5 separate regions of the Mus musculus genome follow, and regions 2, 3, 4 and 5 are each linked to region 1. The links are chromatin contacts, called in public Hi-C, HiChIP or PLAC-seq and Micro-C maps. All regions are on one chromosome and are shown on one strand. Each heading gives the region's core, a stretch centred on a gene start, on an enhancer-like site or on the middle of the called end of the contact. The rest is flanking DNA. Distances are from core to core; before and after follow the strand shown.

The links. A called contact is a pair of places that touch in the nucleus more often than the background predicts. HiChIP or PLAC-seq counts read pairs in DNA pulled down with a chosen protein or histone mark.
Region 2: a contact with region 1 is called in a Micro-C map of embryonic stem cells, with 1.9 times the contacts expected there. The contact joins the promoter of Rcn3 here to the promoter of Trpm4 in region 1. A contact is called at or near these places in 8 of 39 promoter capture datasets (3T3-L1-derived adipocytes, the C10 cell line, cranial neural crest and 4 more), 2 of 484 Hi-C or Micro-C datasets (cortical neurons and embryonic stem cells), 4 of 115 datasets of contacts at active chromatin or transcription factors (astrocytes, bone marrow-derived macrophages, embryonic hindbrain and 1 more) and 1 of 9 other capture datasets (liver).
Region 3: a Hi-C map of olfactory sensory neurons shows a contact between it and region 1, with 4 times the contacts expected there. The contact joins the promoter of Bcat2 here to the promoter of Trpm4 in region 1. A contact is called at or near these places in 7 of 39 promoter capture datasets (the 3T3-L1 cell line, hippocampal neurons, maxillary cranial neural crest and 4 more), 4 of 484 Hi-C or Micro-C datasets (embryonic stem cells, growing oocytes and olfactory sensory neurons), 7 of 115 datasets of contacts at active chromatin or transcription factors (bone marrow-derived macrophages, embryonic stem cells, large pre-B cells and 1 more) and 3 of 9 other capture datasets (adipose tissue, liver and pancreatic islet).
Region 4: an H3K4me3 HiChIP or PLAC-seq map of forebrain shows a contact between it and region 1, with 2.9 times the contacts expected there. The contact joins the promoter of Slc17a7 here to the promoter of Trpm4 in region 1. A contact is called at or near these places in 12 of 39 promoter capture datasets (the 3T3-L1 cell line, the C10 cell line, the HPC-7 cell line and 8 more), 8 of 484 Hi-C or Micro-C datasets (CD4 T cells, bone marrow-derived macrophages, cerebral cortex and 4 more), 19 of 115 datasets of contacts at active chromatin or transcription factors (the 230-238 cell line, the NIH/3T3 cell line, astrocytes and 12 more) and 4 of 9 other capture datasets (adipose tissue, liver, macrophages and 1 more).
Region 5: a Hi-C map of bone marrow-derived macrophages shows a contact between it and region 1, with 36 read pairs. The contact joins the promoter of Pth2 here to the promoter of Trpm4 in region 1. A contact is called at or near these places in 6 of 39 promoter capture datasets (the C10 cell line, the SN4741 cell line, cranial neural crest and 3 more), 5 of 484 Hi-C or Micro-C datasets (CD4 T cells, bone marrow-derived macrophages, cerebral cortex and 1 more), 6 of 115 datasets of contacts at active chromatin or transcription factors (the 230-238 cell line, bone marrow-derived macrophages, embryonic forebrain and 2 more) and 3 of 9 other capture datasets (adipose tissue, liver and pancreatic islet).

What each region holds. Positions count from the first base shown.
Region 1 is chr7:45,332,338-45,335,191 of GRCm38.p6, reverse strand. It overlaps Trpm4 (transient receptor potential cation channel, subfamily M, member 4), which reads left to right and starts at 1,412. Exons shown (of 25, transcript NM_175130.4): 1 at 1,412-1,505; 2 at 1,740-1,810. The coding sequence starts at 1,482.
Region 2 is chr7:45,090,841-45,093,694 of GRCm38.p6, reverse strand. It overlaps Rcn3 (reticulocalbin 3, EF-hand calcium binding domain), which reads left to right and starts at 1,482. Exons shown (of 7, transcript NM_026555.2): 1 at 1,482-1,599; 2 at 2,007-2,254. The coding sequence starts at 2,013. Fcgrt (Fc receptor, IgG, alpha chain transporter) reads left to right here. Exons shown (of 7, transcript NM_010189.3): 7 at 340-702. The coding sequence ends at 449.
Region 3 is chr7:45,568,727-45,571,580 of GRCm38.p6, reverse strand. It overlaps Bcat2 (branched chain aminotransferase 2, mitochondrial), which reads right to left and starts at 1,428. Exons shown (of 11, transcript NM_009737.3): 1 at 1,182-1,428. The coding sequence starts at 1,205. It overlaps 0610005C13Rik (RIKEN cDNA 0610005C13 gene), which reads left to right. Exons shown (of 5, transcript NR_038166.1): 4 at 389-595.
Region 4 is chr7:45,162,433-45,165,286 of GRCm38.p6, reverse strand. It overlaps Slc17a7 (solute carrier family 17 (sodium-dependent inorganic phosphate cotransporter), member 7), which reads right to left and starts at 1,366. Exons shown (of 12, transcript NM_182993.2): 1 at 1,143-1,366. The coding sequence starts at 1,204.
Region 5 is chr7:45,179,530-45,182,383 of GRCm38.p6, reverse strand. It overlaps Pth2 (parathyroid hormone 2), which reads right to left and starts at 1,389. Exons shown (of 3, transcript NM_053256.2): 1 at 1,193-1,389; 2 at 963-1,093; 3 at 546-786. The coding sequence starts at 1,090. The coding sequence ends at 612. Gfy (golgi-associated olfactory signaling regulator) reads left to right here and starts at 2,787. Exons shown (of 5, transcript NM_001195255.1): 1 at 2,787-2,854.

The DNA of each region.
Region 1 (2,854 bases), core at 163-2,662:
TCCCCTTCTTGCTGCTAAATTTATCCAGAGCCTAAGTTATTCTGGTCACTCCCTGCCTGCCCCTCCCCTCCTGTTCCTCTGGCTCAGGACTGGGTGGTGGAGGGGTCTTCATGGCGGGGGCGGGGGGGGGGAGGCAGGGACGTGACAAGCTCAAGTTTGGCATTTTTAGCACAAAGGCTGAACGTTTAGAGTGTCTTGCTGGGAAAGCCTGGGGCTCTGGGAGAGGAGGATGCAGGAGCAGAGGGCCCCCTGCAAGGTAAACACTGGGAAGCGTGCAGGCAGAATGGGACATTCGGTGTGACAGTGGTGTCCTGCAGAAGCTGTGGAAGACAGTGAAGGAATACTGTGCCCAACACCCCATGACCTCCTCTCACTGGAACTCAGATCTGGGGACAGGGGACCAGACCAGTGCTATAAATACAACAGGGGGGAGGTGCTGGGGGCTCAGGTTACTAGGCCTCAGCTGTCCCCACCAAAGGGACTTGGCTGCAAACAGGTGTCACTGCCTTCTCTGCTGGTCAGTGTCACCCACCCCACACTTGTCAGTATATCCACCGTCTTTGAGTTTTTGTCCTTTATGAGTCAACCCCCCCCCCCCCATTATAGTCACTGTTCTGAGCTTCCGTGTTTCTTCTCAGGATTCTAACCTCTCCTCTCCTACTGTGTCTTCCCTGATCCTTCTCTTTGATTCTTCTCTCTCTCTCTTTCTGTGTGTGTGTGTCTGTCTGTCTGTTTCTCTGTGTGTGTCTGTCTGTCTCTGTGTGTGTGTGCCTGTCTCTCTGTGTGTCTGTCTGTCTCTGTGTGTGTGTCTGTGTTTGTCTCTGTCTCTCCTCTGTGTGTGTGTGTTTTCTCTCTCTCTGTCTCTCTCTTTCTCCCTGTATCTCTGTCTCTGTGTGTGTGTCTCTCTCTCTAGTTCTCTCTGTGTCTCTGTTCTCTCTGTCTCTCCTCTCTGAATCTGGGACTCTGTTGCTCTATCACTTTGTATTTCTATCTGTCTCTAACTATCTCTGGATATCTCATTCTTTTTCTGTATTGCTGTCTTCATATTCTCTCTCTCTCTCTCTCTCTCTCTCTCTCTCTCTCTCTCTCTCTCTCTCTCTCTGGGTCTCTGCCCCCTTTTCTTTCTCTGGGTCCCTCTCTTAGTTTCTGTCTCTCTCTCTCTGGGTCTTTCTCTCAGTCTCTGTCTCTCCGAATCTATGTTTGTCCCATGGCTGACATCTATCGTGTGCCCCACTCTGCTTCCTTCGTTCCTCCGCTTGCTCTGCCTTCCAACTCTCGGTCTTTCTTGTCCCCCAAACCGACCCCATCACTGGTTTGGCAGCAGAGTTTGTCCCTCCTCCGCAGCCGCCCTCTCCCCGCCTCCCGTGACGTGTCCCGGGACTCCCCGCCCCGGGCTGGGCTGCGAAGTTGCGGATCCGGTTTGGTCGGGCGGGTCGGCGGCTGGAGGAAATACACGGAGCCTCAGGGGCTGCGGCAGCAGCATGGTGGGGCCGGAGAAGGAGCAGGTATCGCACAGCGTGGGGCTGGGAGTGAGTGGGGTCCAGAGGCGGAGCCAGCTCCGGGGATCCGGGTCAGATGCTGCAGTGGCTGGACCAGGAGTTCCCAGACCGAGCTGCGTGGGTTCCTGGCTGAGCCCGAGGGAGGAGTTCCCAGTGTGTCCCGTGGGCGCGCGGGGTTGTCTTCGAATCCTGTGGGTCTGACTCGACTCCCTGCCCTGCCCTTCTTGTTCCGGTTCTCAGAGCTGGATCCCTAAGATCTTCAGGAAGAAGGTGTGCACGACGTTCATAGTGGACCTCTCCGATGATGCGGGGTGAGCAGTTCGGGGCTGCTGACCTGGCAGCGTAGGTTCGCGGGCCCTGCCCCACTGCAGACAGGCTCCGCCCCCATAGACTGGACTCGCCCCACTCAACGCAGACAAGGGTGCCCACCACAGACTGACCTTCACTGCCTACCGCAGGAGGTCTTGGTGCACAGACACACCCCACCCACCACAGAAGTCTCAGCTCAACACACTCAGACCCCGCCCACTAAGGACCTTCCCGCCTTCACTTGAGACAGACCCCTCCCCCTGCCCTTGTTTTGGGCCACCCTGCTTAGGGCACGCCCCGAATTCTTCATTCCCCTCTAGGTGGGGATCCATTCTGTGTCTTTGTGTCTCTGTCTCTTTGTGTCATTTGTCTCTGCTTCGGCTTTCTGTGTCATCCCGGCTCAGCGAGCATAGCCACACAGCCCTGCCAGCCTTACATAGCTCTGCAGCTTTGGGATAGTAATTCCCTTCTAGGGCTGCGCTTGTCACCTGGGCACAGAACAGCTCCTCCCTTCTGGGGCCGCTGTGCAAACTAAACAAGGTCACTCTGGGACATTTCTGGAACTCTGCCCATCACCTAATAACATCTAATAAACATCCGGGAATATCTGCAACTCCCATGAGAAGAAGAGGGCAATTGCCACTGCAAGCTGTGCTGTGCTGTAGGTGGCAGGGGACAGGAGCAAGCCCTATAGGCTTCTTGGCTGCATGCTTAGTCTCCCTAGCGGGGTCCAGCTTTAACTCAGTTCTCAGGGTAGACTTTTGGCCTTGGGGCAGTGACACCTGATTTCCTTAGTGTGACTTTATCAGGAGCCTGTTGTCCCACCAGTGTGGGACAGGAAAATGTTGTATAAATAAACAGAGATACTGGTTTACTGGTGGGTCTGGCAGAGGGTCACAGACAGCGTGACTAAAGTCAGTGGGACAAGATGGGAGCTGGTGGGCTACAGGTGTCATTGGAAAGATGGTGCAGTGTGGTGCTTTGAAGGTGGCTCTGGGCCTTGGAAGTGCTCGGTCGAAGTCCTCCCTAAGGACAGCCCAGCGTGG
Region 2 (2,854 bases), core at 233-2,732, 240 kb after region 1:
TGCAGGATTGGGGTGGGGCGTGGCCGTGTGCAGAATGAGGGAGGGGCGTGGCCGTGTGCAGGATTGGGGAGGGGAGGGAAGGGGCCGTGTGCAGGATTGGGGAGGGGCGTAGCTGTGTGCAGGATTGGGGAAGGGAGGGGCCGTGTGCAGGATTGGGGGTCGTGGCAGGAAGTAGCGACTCAGAAAGAAAGAGGGGAGGCAGAGAGATAATAGAGACAAAAGAGTCCCTGACCACCCTGGGAAAAGAGATGGGAACAGAGACCATAGCGTGACCCTGTCAGGTGTGTTGGGTGGGTGAGACCTTAGATACTTGTGCTGACCTCTGTTCCTCTCTCTCAGCCCCATGGCTTTCTCTCAGCGGCGATGACTCTGGTGACCTGTTGCCTGGTGGGAACTTGCCCCCAGAAGCTGAACCTCAAGGTGCAAATGCCTTTCCAGCCACTTCCTGATGCAGACTCGGGCCCCCTGCCCACTGCAGCCTTTCGGGCTGTGTGACCTCCTGAACTGTCTCCGAGCCTCCTGAGGGAGCCTGGGCCCGATGTCCTCCCATGGATCCCTGCTTTTGTGGCCTGCTTCAGTTTCCCTTCTTAATGTACATGGTTGTTTTCCATCTCCACATAAATTTGGCCCCAAATCTGTGTGTGCATCGTTATTCTCAAGTTTCAAGCAGCTGGAATAAATTGAACGCGTCTGGGAAAGATCATATAGACACCTCTTGATTGCTATCGTGCAGCCTGGCCATTTTATAGACCGAGTTGTGTATGTGATACCTACACTGTACCAGGCATTGCTTCTCTTCTTTTTCTTCCTTCCTTCCTTCCTTCCTTCCTTCCTTCCTTCCTTCCTTCCTTCCTTTCTTTCTTTTCCTTCTTTTCTTTCTTTCTTTCTTTCTTTCTTTCTTTCTTTCTTTCCTTCCTTCTTTCTTTTTTTTTTTTTTTAACATTTATTTATTTTATGTATCTGAGTACACTGCAGCTGTCTTCAGACACACCAGAAGAGGGCATTGGATTCCATTACAGATGGTTAGCCACCATGTGGTTGCTGGGACTTGAACTCTGGTCCTCTGGAAGAACAGTCAGTGCTCTTAATTGCAGAGCCATCTCTCCAGCCGCGCTCCCCCCCCACCCCCCCCTTTTTTTTTTAAAGACAAGGGTCTCTCTACGTCGTCCTGGCTGGCGGCAAACTCATAGAGACAGACTGCTTCTGTCTCCCAAGTGAGCCAACCAAACCCGACCTCCTCTTTTCTGAAACGGATCTAAGAAATGGAAAGAGTTTTTAAAAAATACATTCCCCTTAATCCCCTGGGGCCAGAGACTCTGGAGGTGGTCGTGCAAGTCGGCCCATATGTTTGCTGGGAGTTGTAGTTCAATATCAGCCTTATCGCCCACCACGCCTTCGGGTCTGGAGCTCGGCCTTGTGGACGTGGCAAGGGGGTCGTCATTGGCTCCGCCCCTGAGGCTTTCCTGCGCAGTCATTGGTCAGAGGGCGGCAGCCTCTGGACGGCTGGTGGAGGAGCTTAACTGGAACCTGGCCAGGTTGGGCATCTTTGTGCGAAAGCAGAGCTCAGCGTAGGGAGCTAACTCAGGCCGGGTAACAGAGGTGTGGTGGGGTGATGGTGGGGTGAAGGTGGGGTGGGTGGAAGGGTGGGGGTCGCGGTCCAGCCTGGGGGCAGCACAGAGGAGCCTGCATGATGCTTTCGGCCACCACCATGCCCTGAACTTTGGGTGGGACATGCGCCACGTCTCTAACTGAAATACCCCCTTTCTGCTCTGAGACTCCTCTGAGGCTCGGATTCCACCCCCAGAGGTTGTTTTGCCTTTAAATTCTCTATTCTTTTTGCCGACTTTTCTTGAGCCCAAAACTTTTTGCAGCCTGCGCTTTTATCGGCCCTGCCTTAGGCAGCCTCCTCTACTCCGCCCCCTTCAAAGTTCTCCCACATTATCTCTGGTTCAGACACCCCCCGCCCCCAGTCTTATCCCTGACCGCTGGTCCTCACCTCTCCTCAGGAACCGATGATGTGGCGATGGTCGTTTCTGTTGCTTCTCTTACTGCTGAGGCACTGGGCCCTCGGGAAGCCATCCCCTGATGCAGGACCTCATGGCCAGGATAGGGTCCATCATGGAACCCCCCTGAGCGAGGCCCCCCACGATGACGCCCACGGGAATTTCCAGTACGACCATGAGGCGTTCCTGGGACGAGACGTGGCCAAGGAATTTGACAAACTCAGCCCAGAGGAAAGCCAGGCCCGACTTGGGTAGGAGGATGGCGGGGGAGCGGGGCAGAAGTGGGAGGTGGGGAGAGAGAAGTTAACTGAAAAGACAAAACTGTGGCACTCACCTCCTGGGAGAAGGCGGAGCTAAACCTGAGGCTGTGGGGGACCTGCGTCACCAACCCCTGGGTTCCCCTCTACCTCAGTCCCCCCTATGCCTCTGTCTGGACTTCCCTCTTCTCTCTTCTAAACGGGACGCCGACTCTCGGTAGAGACTGAAGACAAGGGATTTGAGGAAGATGCCAAGGTCAGAGATCAGGTTGACCTGGGATGAGTGATGCCAACTGGACTGGACGGGCTTGCCCCGTTTCTAGGTGACAGATACAGTCAGCATGGGCCCGGGACAAGAAGGCCACTCGTGCAAATATGCTTGATTATTTTCATTGTTATTAGTACTTTGAGATCGAATTTCATTTGTGGAACTAGCTAGTCTGAAATTCACTCTGTAGACGAGACTGGTCCTGAATTCAGAAATCCGTCTGCCTCTGCCTCCCGAGTGCTGAGATTAAAGATCTGCGTCTTTAATGTGATGGCAATTTCTAATTTTAAACTGGGCAAATAGTAGCAGGGCAGAGCTGGAGAGAG
Region 3 (2,854 bases), core at 179-2,678, 240 kb before region 1:
TCCAAAATTTCACTTTGTGGACACTCACCACTAGATACTCATAGCTCTGAGCAGGCTCATGTTCAAAGTGTCTCCATTACAGGGTAAAACTGTCTTCAGAACCCAGTTCTGTCCCATTAGAATTAGAGATTGGTCCAGTATGGCAATGCTGTATCCATCCAAGGCCACCACACAGTCAGAGCCTAGATTCTTGTCCCCGTCATATCCCAAGACCATCTGCATAGAACATTTCTGTCTGTCACTAAGAACTGGGGGACTTAAAGGTTTGTTCAGGAATTCGCCAGCCTGGAGCGAGAACTTCTGATAAGCAGGTGGGAGCTAACAGCAAACGCTTTCCCCCAAGGTTATGGCCAGCTGTTTCCACACTTATTTATCACGTTCTCTTAAGATCACAGACTCTCAAGCTCAGCAGTGGTGGCCCAGGACTTTAATTCTAGGACTCAGAAGGCAGAGGCGGGCAGAGTTCGAGGCCAACCTGGTGGTCTACAGAGCAACGGGACAGCTGGGAGTATGCAGTGAAACCCTACCTCGAAAAGACAAACAAACAAACGAAATATCATAGATTCTCCATCTATGACACCGCTTGACACCATCGGTAAGCACTGACTGAAGTCTTCTGGTCTGGAGGATCTTTTATCATTTTGACAGACAGAAACTTGACTGGGATTACAAAACCAGGTACAGAGAGCCTCAGACACTGCACACATCGACATGTGCTTTTTGTTCCAAGAAATAAGATCTTGGGTTCAATTCCCACCCAAGACCCTGCGCCAAGCCATACACTAAGTCCCAAGAGGTCCTGGGCCCCTTGTCTAAAGGAACCCAAGAGCAACTGGTCCTTAACACACACAGGCTGCATGCCCCAGCCACAACTTCCCCGCATCCACCCCACCCTGTACTTCTCCCATTATAGTCCTCCTCCATGGCTCCCCACGTCCGAGCTCCCGGTTCAGGCACCTCTCGCGCCCCACTCCTGTCTACCCATTCTGCCGCCCGCCCGTTATAGCCCCGTCTTTCTTCCCAAGGGGGGGTCCATCCGCCTCCGTGCTGGGCAGCGGAACCCGAGGCACAGAGGAATGACGCCAAGCCGGAAAGGCTGCGCGCCAGTGGTCCACCCGGAAGTGCGCCCCCCCCGCATCAGGTCCCCCAGAGCCCCCAGCGCCGGCCGGCCACGCACCCACCTGTCCTAGTGTGGCTGCAGCCATGATCCGGTGTGTGCGGCTGGTGACTGTGCCCGCCTGGGGCGCGGCCTGGTGAAAGGCATTCGGGCCCCGCCCTGCTCACGCCCCCTCCCGCAGATGGCTGCTGTGTCGAGCCTCACTTCTGCCAGGCCGTCCTTAGTTCTGGGACCACAGGGACCCAGGCTCTGCTGTGAAGATCCTGCGCGGGAACGGTCCCGACCTGCCGCACTCTCTCCCTCCTCGCCTCCACCCTACCCTGCTCTACCACAGCCACACTCACTCCCAGCTAGGCATTTACTTTGGCTTTTGTTTGGCATCTGAGTATGGAATCCGTGGGCTCGTGAATGTTTGGGAAGCGCTCTAACCCCTGGGAACAGATCCAGACCTCTAAATTTTGTATATGTCGCCGAGCATGGTGGCACACGTCTTAAGCTCAGCGTTTGGGAGACAGGTGGAAGGATCTCTGTGAGTCCAAAACCATTCTGAGCCACCTAATTAGTTCCAAGCCAGCCAGGGCTATCTGGTAAGACCCTGCCTTAAAACACTGCCTCCCAGCACTCGAGGCAGAGGCAGGAGGATTTCTGAGTTCGAGGCCAGCCTGGTCTACAAAGTGAGTTCCAGGACAGCCAGGGCTACACAGAGAAACCCTGTCTCGAAAAACAAACAAACAAAAAAAAGAGGTTGGAAAGAGGGCGCAACAGTTAAAAGTACTGGGCTGCTCTTAGAGAGGACCGGGCTTGGTTCCTAGCACCCACATAGCTCATAAGTGCCTGTAACTCCAGTTCCAAGGGATTCTGTGCCCTCTTCCGAGTTCCACAGGCACCGGCATGCACATGATACACTAACATATGTGCAGGCAATACACATACACAAAAAGTTTAAAACATTTTTTCTTTCTTCTATCTATCTATCTATCTATCTATCTATCTAGAGACAGTGTTTCTCTGTGTAGCCCAGGTTGTCCTAGAACTAGCTCGGTAAGTAAACCAGGTTGTCCTCAGACTTACAGAGATCCTCCTGCCTCTGCCTCCAAAGCTGAAATTAAAGGTGTGCCACCACTGCTTGCTATAAAACGCTTTTCTAAAAATAAAGCAAGAACAACAATGCACATTCACAGGAACTATCATCAGTGGCAAAGCGGGCCAGACGGCTTTGATAAAAAGGAACAGCGCAGCCGGGTGTGGTGGCGCATGCCTTTAATCCTAGCACTTGGGAGGCAGAGGCAGGTGAATTTTGAGTTCGAGGCCAACTCTGTCTACAGAGTGAGTTCCAGGCCAGCCAGGGCTACACAGAGAAACCCTGTCTCAAAAAACCAAAAAAAAAAAAAAAAAAGAAACAGTTCACTGTAAATGCCAGTGGATCAGAGAAAGTGTACTTTAAGCCAGGCCTAGCTGAGGCAGGAGGTTTGTTGCAAATAAAAAAGCACCCTAAGTGAGAAAGCTAAACTCTTGTCTCAAATGAGACAAAAAGAAATAGGACTTTGGAGAAAGATGATGGCTAGAAGCTAAGACGCCTCACTCTGCACAAGGAGATAACATGTTCATTGTAATTCTGAGATAAGTGCTTGAGTACACACACAGAGGGGGGTGTGTATGTGTTCTCAGGTCCATGGTTCATTGTGCCTCCTTCAAGTTTCCTAAGAAGCTCAAAAAAATTTCATACTTCAAATCATT
Region 4 (2,854 bases), core at 117-2,616, 170 kb after region 1:
CACAGCTCGCCTCCCCCCCACCCCCCGCCGCCACATACACACACTGCACCTTCCTGCCTTCCTCTGTCCACCTCATCCCTCTCATGTTACTAGAGGTTGGGGTTAACTTTGGATCTAGGAGGTGAGGTACAGCAAGCTGGACCATCACTAGCATAATCCTCGGGTGGCCCAGTAAGATGGACTGAGGAACATGTAAAGGTGGACTAGGGCCCTGTGTGGAGGGCACTATGCCCACGAGGCCATCTCCTCCCCGCACTGTGGATAGATATTTTTAGGCCTCTCAAGAGCTGAGTAATTTCTCTGACTTGGAGCCAGAGCTGGGGTTGGGGGTGAGAGGCTGGGAGGTGTCCAGGCTACCTCAAGGGACACTGGGGTCACTAGAATCATGGCCCTTGGTGGGAGCAAATATCGCCCAGTTCTAGCTTATATCCCTTGGGAAGTCCATATTACCCGCAAGATTAATTTGGTTTTGTGGCCTGAAACTCCCTTCATCCCCCTCACCCCCAGAACCTAGGATACCCCAGTTTTTCCCTCTCAGATTAACCCCCCTCAAGGACAAGAACTAACAGCCCCAATCCGCTTTAGCTCCAGATTAAAAGCCTCTAGGGAATGAACCTGAGAAAGAGGAGAGAGGTGGAGAGAGCCAGGGTGGGGAGATAGCGGGTGAACAGTCAGAGATGCTGAGAGAGACAGATCAAAGTGGGGACCAGAGGTCCAGGGAAGAAGAGAGGAAGGGGAATACAAGAGTCAGAGTCAGGACTGATGGACAGCTAGTGGGCGCCCGCATTGGCTCCTAATCAGAGAGAGGGGACAGACACCCAGTGGGAAGAAGAACCCAGAGAGAGGACATATCTAAAGTAAAAGACCGAGAAGACAGGTGGACAGAGATCCAGAGAATAGGGAGGGACACACAATCCCAAAGAAAAGTCGAGCCCGAGGTGCGGGGGACCAGGGGGGAGGGGGAAGCGATGATGAACTAGGCAGAGTGGAAGGACAGCACTGACAGGACGGAATCCTGAACAGATGGGTGGGCCTCCCCACATTGTGCCTGGGTGTCGCCTCTCTTCTCCCTCTGTCAGTTGCTCTCAGATGGAAAGGGGGCATCCTCATCCTTACCCTCCCAGGAACCCCACCAGGCTCACCGGTGCAGCCTCCCCAGGGCGCGCCCCGCCAGCTTCCGAAACTCCTCCTGCCGGAACTCCATGGTGGCTGTGCCCACGCGGGTCCCCTGCCAATCCCCCCGCCCGCGGGCCCGGGCGGCCGCGTCCGGGATCCCGGGGTCCGCCCCGGCCCGGCCCGGCCCCGCAGCTCCGCTCGGGGGGGAACCAGGCTGCGAGTGCCCGCTGCCCGGGGCTGTAGCGGACTCAGCGTCGGGGCGGGGCGGGGCATCCACGCCCACCAAAGGAGGCCCCACCCCTTGTAGGAAGGACCCGCCCTCTCCTTCCAACAGGCTACCTGGAGATGCTAGGCCAGTTTCTCTTGGCTTGGCTTGCAGGCTAGACCCCTCTCTCTTTCAGCTCTTCCATCCTAGAGCCTCCACCTGTCCACCCCAAGGCCACGTCCCTGGGATTGAACTCCGAGTTGCCTCGCTCCCCACTATAATACACTCCCCAGATACTCTGCACGTTCCAAGCTCTTTGAGTCTCTTCCCAGATCTCTTTGCTTCTGAGCTCTATTCCCATCCGACCTTTGGCTTGCTTCCTCTCCTTCACTCTTTTTTTCTTTAAAAAAAAAAATTTTTTTTTTGAGTGCCGCACACCTTTAATTCCAGCATTCAGGAGGCAGGCAAGTGAATCTGTGTGAATTCAAGGCACAGGCATGGGAGGCAGAGGCAGGCAAATTTCTGAGTTCGAGGCCAGCCTAGTCTACAGAGTGAGTTCCAGGACAGCCAGGGATATACAGAGAAACCCTGTCTCGAAAAAAAAAAGTTTATTCTTTTAAAGTTTAATTAGGTATGCATGTTTTGCTAGCATATTATATATCTGTGTACTATTTGTATGCCTACTGGCATTGGAGGAGATGTGACCTGCCATGTGGGTGTTTGGAGCTGAACCCAGGTCCTCTGGAGTGCAGCCTATTAGCGCTGAGCCATCTCTCCGGCCCCCTTTTTCCTTTGTTGGGCATACTGGGGATACAGGCGTGCCGCTGAACTGGACTGGCTCTCTCATTTTTCGGGTTCCACTTTTCCCCTTGAATTCACTTTTTTTTAATCTGCACCCCATCTTTCTCTCCCTGAGTTTCAACTCCCTCTCCTTCCATCCTTTTGAACTCTGCTAGCTATAACCAGGCTCACCACTACTGCCGTTCGTGCCCCATGGTGTCCTTCCTCACTTCCCAAGAGTGTGTCCGGTTGCTTAGACTCTATGATATTCTTTTGAGTCTGGGCCCCATCAACTGAGCTATGTCTCCTCCCTCTGAGTTCTGTCCCTGCTCCCCAAGTATGTTTGGAGTCCTACATACTTGCTGTCTATCTTCTGTCTCTGCCTTCTGTGCCTGGCTCCTCCCCTTGAGTCTGACTCCTTCCTCCATGTGTGTCCCAGCAGTGACTTCCACTCGGGCTCCACGATCTGTCCCCACCCACTAAGTCCTCTTTCCACCCGTAAATTCCACTCCCATCCCTTGGGGGTAACCCCAACTCTAAAATGGCCCTGAAGCACTCCACGCCAATGCTTCTCCCAGTGCATCCCAAGTTCTATGCCTTAGCAGGGTGTTGGTGTTCCCACCGTCTCTCTCCCCGTGTCAGGCTACAAATGCATTTGGGATTAAATTTTCATGACCCGGCCCAGGAGGGGACCAGCGAAGCCGATCGAGTGGCGGGCGGGGATGGTGGGTCTCAGCTCTGTCTCTGATTGAC
Region 5 (2,854 bases), core at 140-2,639, 150 kb after region 1:
ATTTTGGAGGGCGGTCTCCTGGACCCCACCCTCCTCTTCAGACCAATCAGGGCGCGGTCCGCTCGCTCCGCGGGCTCTCCGAATAAACAGGTGGGGACTGCGCCTCCCCGAGCCGCGGGCTCTGCTTAGTTTCCTTATCCGGCACCTGCCGCGGTCCAGCTCGGAACTGCTGGAGCCCTCCCCGGCCGATAAACACGAGGCCCAAAAAGGTTATGAAATCCCGACCCAGCAGGATATGGTGACGCTTGCCTTTAATCCTAGCACTTGGGAGGCAGAGGCAGGCGAAGCTCTCGAGCTCAAGGCCAGCCTGGTCTACAGAGTGAGTTCCAGGACAGCCAGGGCTACACAGAGAAACCCTGTCTCGGAAGAATAATCCCTCCCCCCCCCCCAAAAAAAACCGGACCAAAACAGAGCTGGATCAGGGACCCACGGGCGAGGGAATCCAGAGAGAACAAGAGTCTCGAGGCAGATGACCCAAGAGGGAACCCGGAGAAGCGAGGATGCGGAGGGTCCCGGTTGCAGTGAGGCTGTGGGGCCCCCTCCCCACACACCCACAAGAGAGTGGCGCAGCAAAGAGGCGCAGTCGCAGTGCGACAGGCTCTTTATTAGGCTCAGGGCGCGTCCAGTAGCAACAGCTTCTGCATGTAAGAGTCCAGCCAGCGGCGGCGCTCCAGGGCGGCCAGCAGGCGCGCGCGCTCCCGAAAGGCCGCGTCGTCAGCTAGCGCCAGGCTGCGCCGAGACAGGGGGCTACCCAAGCCCGCCCAGGCACGACCCGGGGCGCGGAGGCTGGGGGAAGAGAGATGTGATTGCGCGCTAGGCCCCACAGGCCACCGCGGGTCCCCACTGCAGTCCGACGCTAAGCACCCCTGCCCTCCCCAACTCCCCGCATGCGGTATCTTGCCTTCCTTTGGGGCGGGGGGTCCTCTCCTCCCTTCTTTGGGTGTCCGGGACCTCACACCTACCTGAACACACCAGCGAGGGGCAGGGCAACACCTGAGGCAGGGCCAGTGCCCCAGGGCACAAGCAGTAGCAGCAGCAAAAGCAGCAACAGCCGCTCTCGGGGGCTCCTGGACATCTGGCAGGTCTCCATCACCTGTGGATACAGGGGCCAGAATCTCAATGTCATCATCCCGCCCAGAAGCCTAGGGCCCACAATCCAACCCTGCCACCAGCCTCCTACAGGACCCCCTACCGTGCAGTGGGCTCAGGCAGCTATGCTCACGCCCCTTTTATATACCCTCACAGCCCCCGCGGCGGCAGTGACGCAGGCCGGGCTGGGGGCGCGGGGTCACTCCACCCCACGCTCATTAGGAGCCGCCAGCGGTAATGAGAAGCCTGGTGGGGCCCTGCGCTGCCGTGGCCAACACCAACTAATTGGGACCCAGAGCTAGTACTGAAGAAGGGGGGGTGGTGGTACAGACAGAGAGGTGGACACAAGGGGTGTGTCAGAGGGATAAAAATAGAGACTGGAGAGGGGGACCATCAGAGCACAAGTCGAGAACACAAGAGAGAGGCAGGAAAGAGAGCAGAGGGACACAAGGGAGAAAGACAGAAAAGAAATAACCTCCAGACAGAAGGGCAAAGACAAGATGCCTAGGAAGGGAAAAGCAAGAAGGAAGAGAGGAAGGCTGAGAAGAGAGGGTGTGGAAAGGAGCTGGTCAGGAGAGAGCCAGGGACAAGAGAGAGACAGAGAGAAAGAGAGACAGAGAGAGACAGAGACAGAGAGAGAGGCAGGCGGTGGTAGTGTGCAAACAGGTGAAGTCACCACCGTGAAATGGGACACAGGAGGCCCTGGGCTTCCACTGGGAAAAGTCTTTCCCTCCCTACAAGGGACATGGGGGTATGGTGAAGATTAGGGCCAACCATTCATACCTGGCATGTTTCAAGGGGGCTCCCAAGGCCACCCTATGGTGCCGTACACTCAGGAGGCAGAAACAACCACTGCAGATTTGAGGCCTGTGTATGCTACATATTAAGACTGTCTTAAAGAGGGGTGGGGTGGGGGTAAAGAGCAACACCCTCTTCCCGTATCATGGGCAAGGGAACAGGCCCTGGATTCCTACCTCCACAGAGATGAGGAGCCAAACTTGGAATCCCAAACAGAAAGGTGGTCCAGACAGGGCCCCCCACTTCTATGTTCCGAAAGCCTGGATTCCTGGATTCTTCAGTCTGAAGAGAGCAGTATGGCCTGGTGAGGTTAGACTAAAAAGGTACCAGGGACTCAGATCCTTAGATTTGAGTGGGGAGTGGGAGAGGACATAGAACTCATTTTTACTTACTTTGTATTTTGGGACAAGGTTTCTCTGTGTAGCCCTGGCTGCCCTGGAACTTGCTCTGTAGGCCAGGCTGGCCTAGAACCCAGATCCACTGGCCTCTGTCTCCCAAGTGCTAGGATTAAAGGTGTGCTCCACCACCACCCAGCTGGATTTTGTGTCTGTTGGGTTGATAGTTTTGTTCTGTGTGTGTATATTTGACTGGTTGGGTTTTATTTTTGTTTTAGAGTTTCTGTAGCTCAGGCTGTCCTGGGTCTCACTAAGTCACCCAAGCTTGCTTTGAACTCATAATCCTCTTGCCTGTGCCTTCTGCGAGCAGGGATCCCAGGCCTGTATCATCACACCATGCCAAACCCTCACTGCAAAGAGATCACAGCTTGGTCCAATTCTAACTTCCTTTTCTACCTTATCGATGAGATCCTATGTCTCTGTCCCTTTAAGAATCCCAGCCTGTTGCTATGCTCTCAGGATTCCCCAGGGAGGGGGTCAGGTGCGTCACCTGTCACCTGTGTGCCTCTGGGACCCTACTGCCTGTTCCTTCCAGCGCCATTCGGCTGCACTCCCTGCCTATCTCTTTGTTC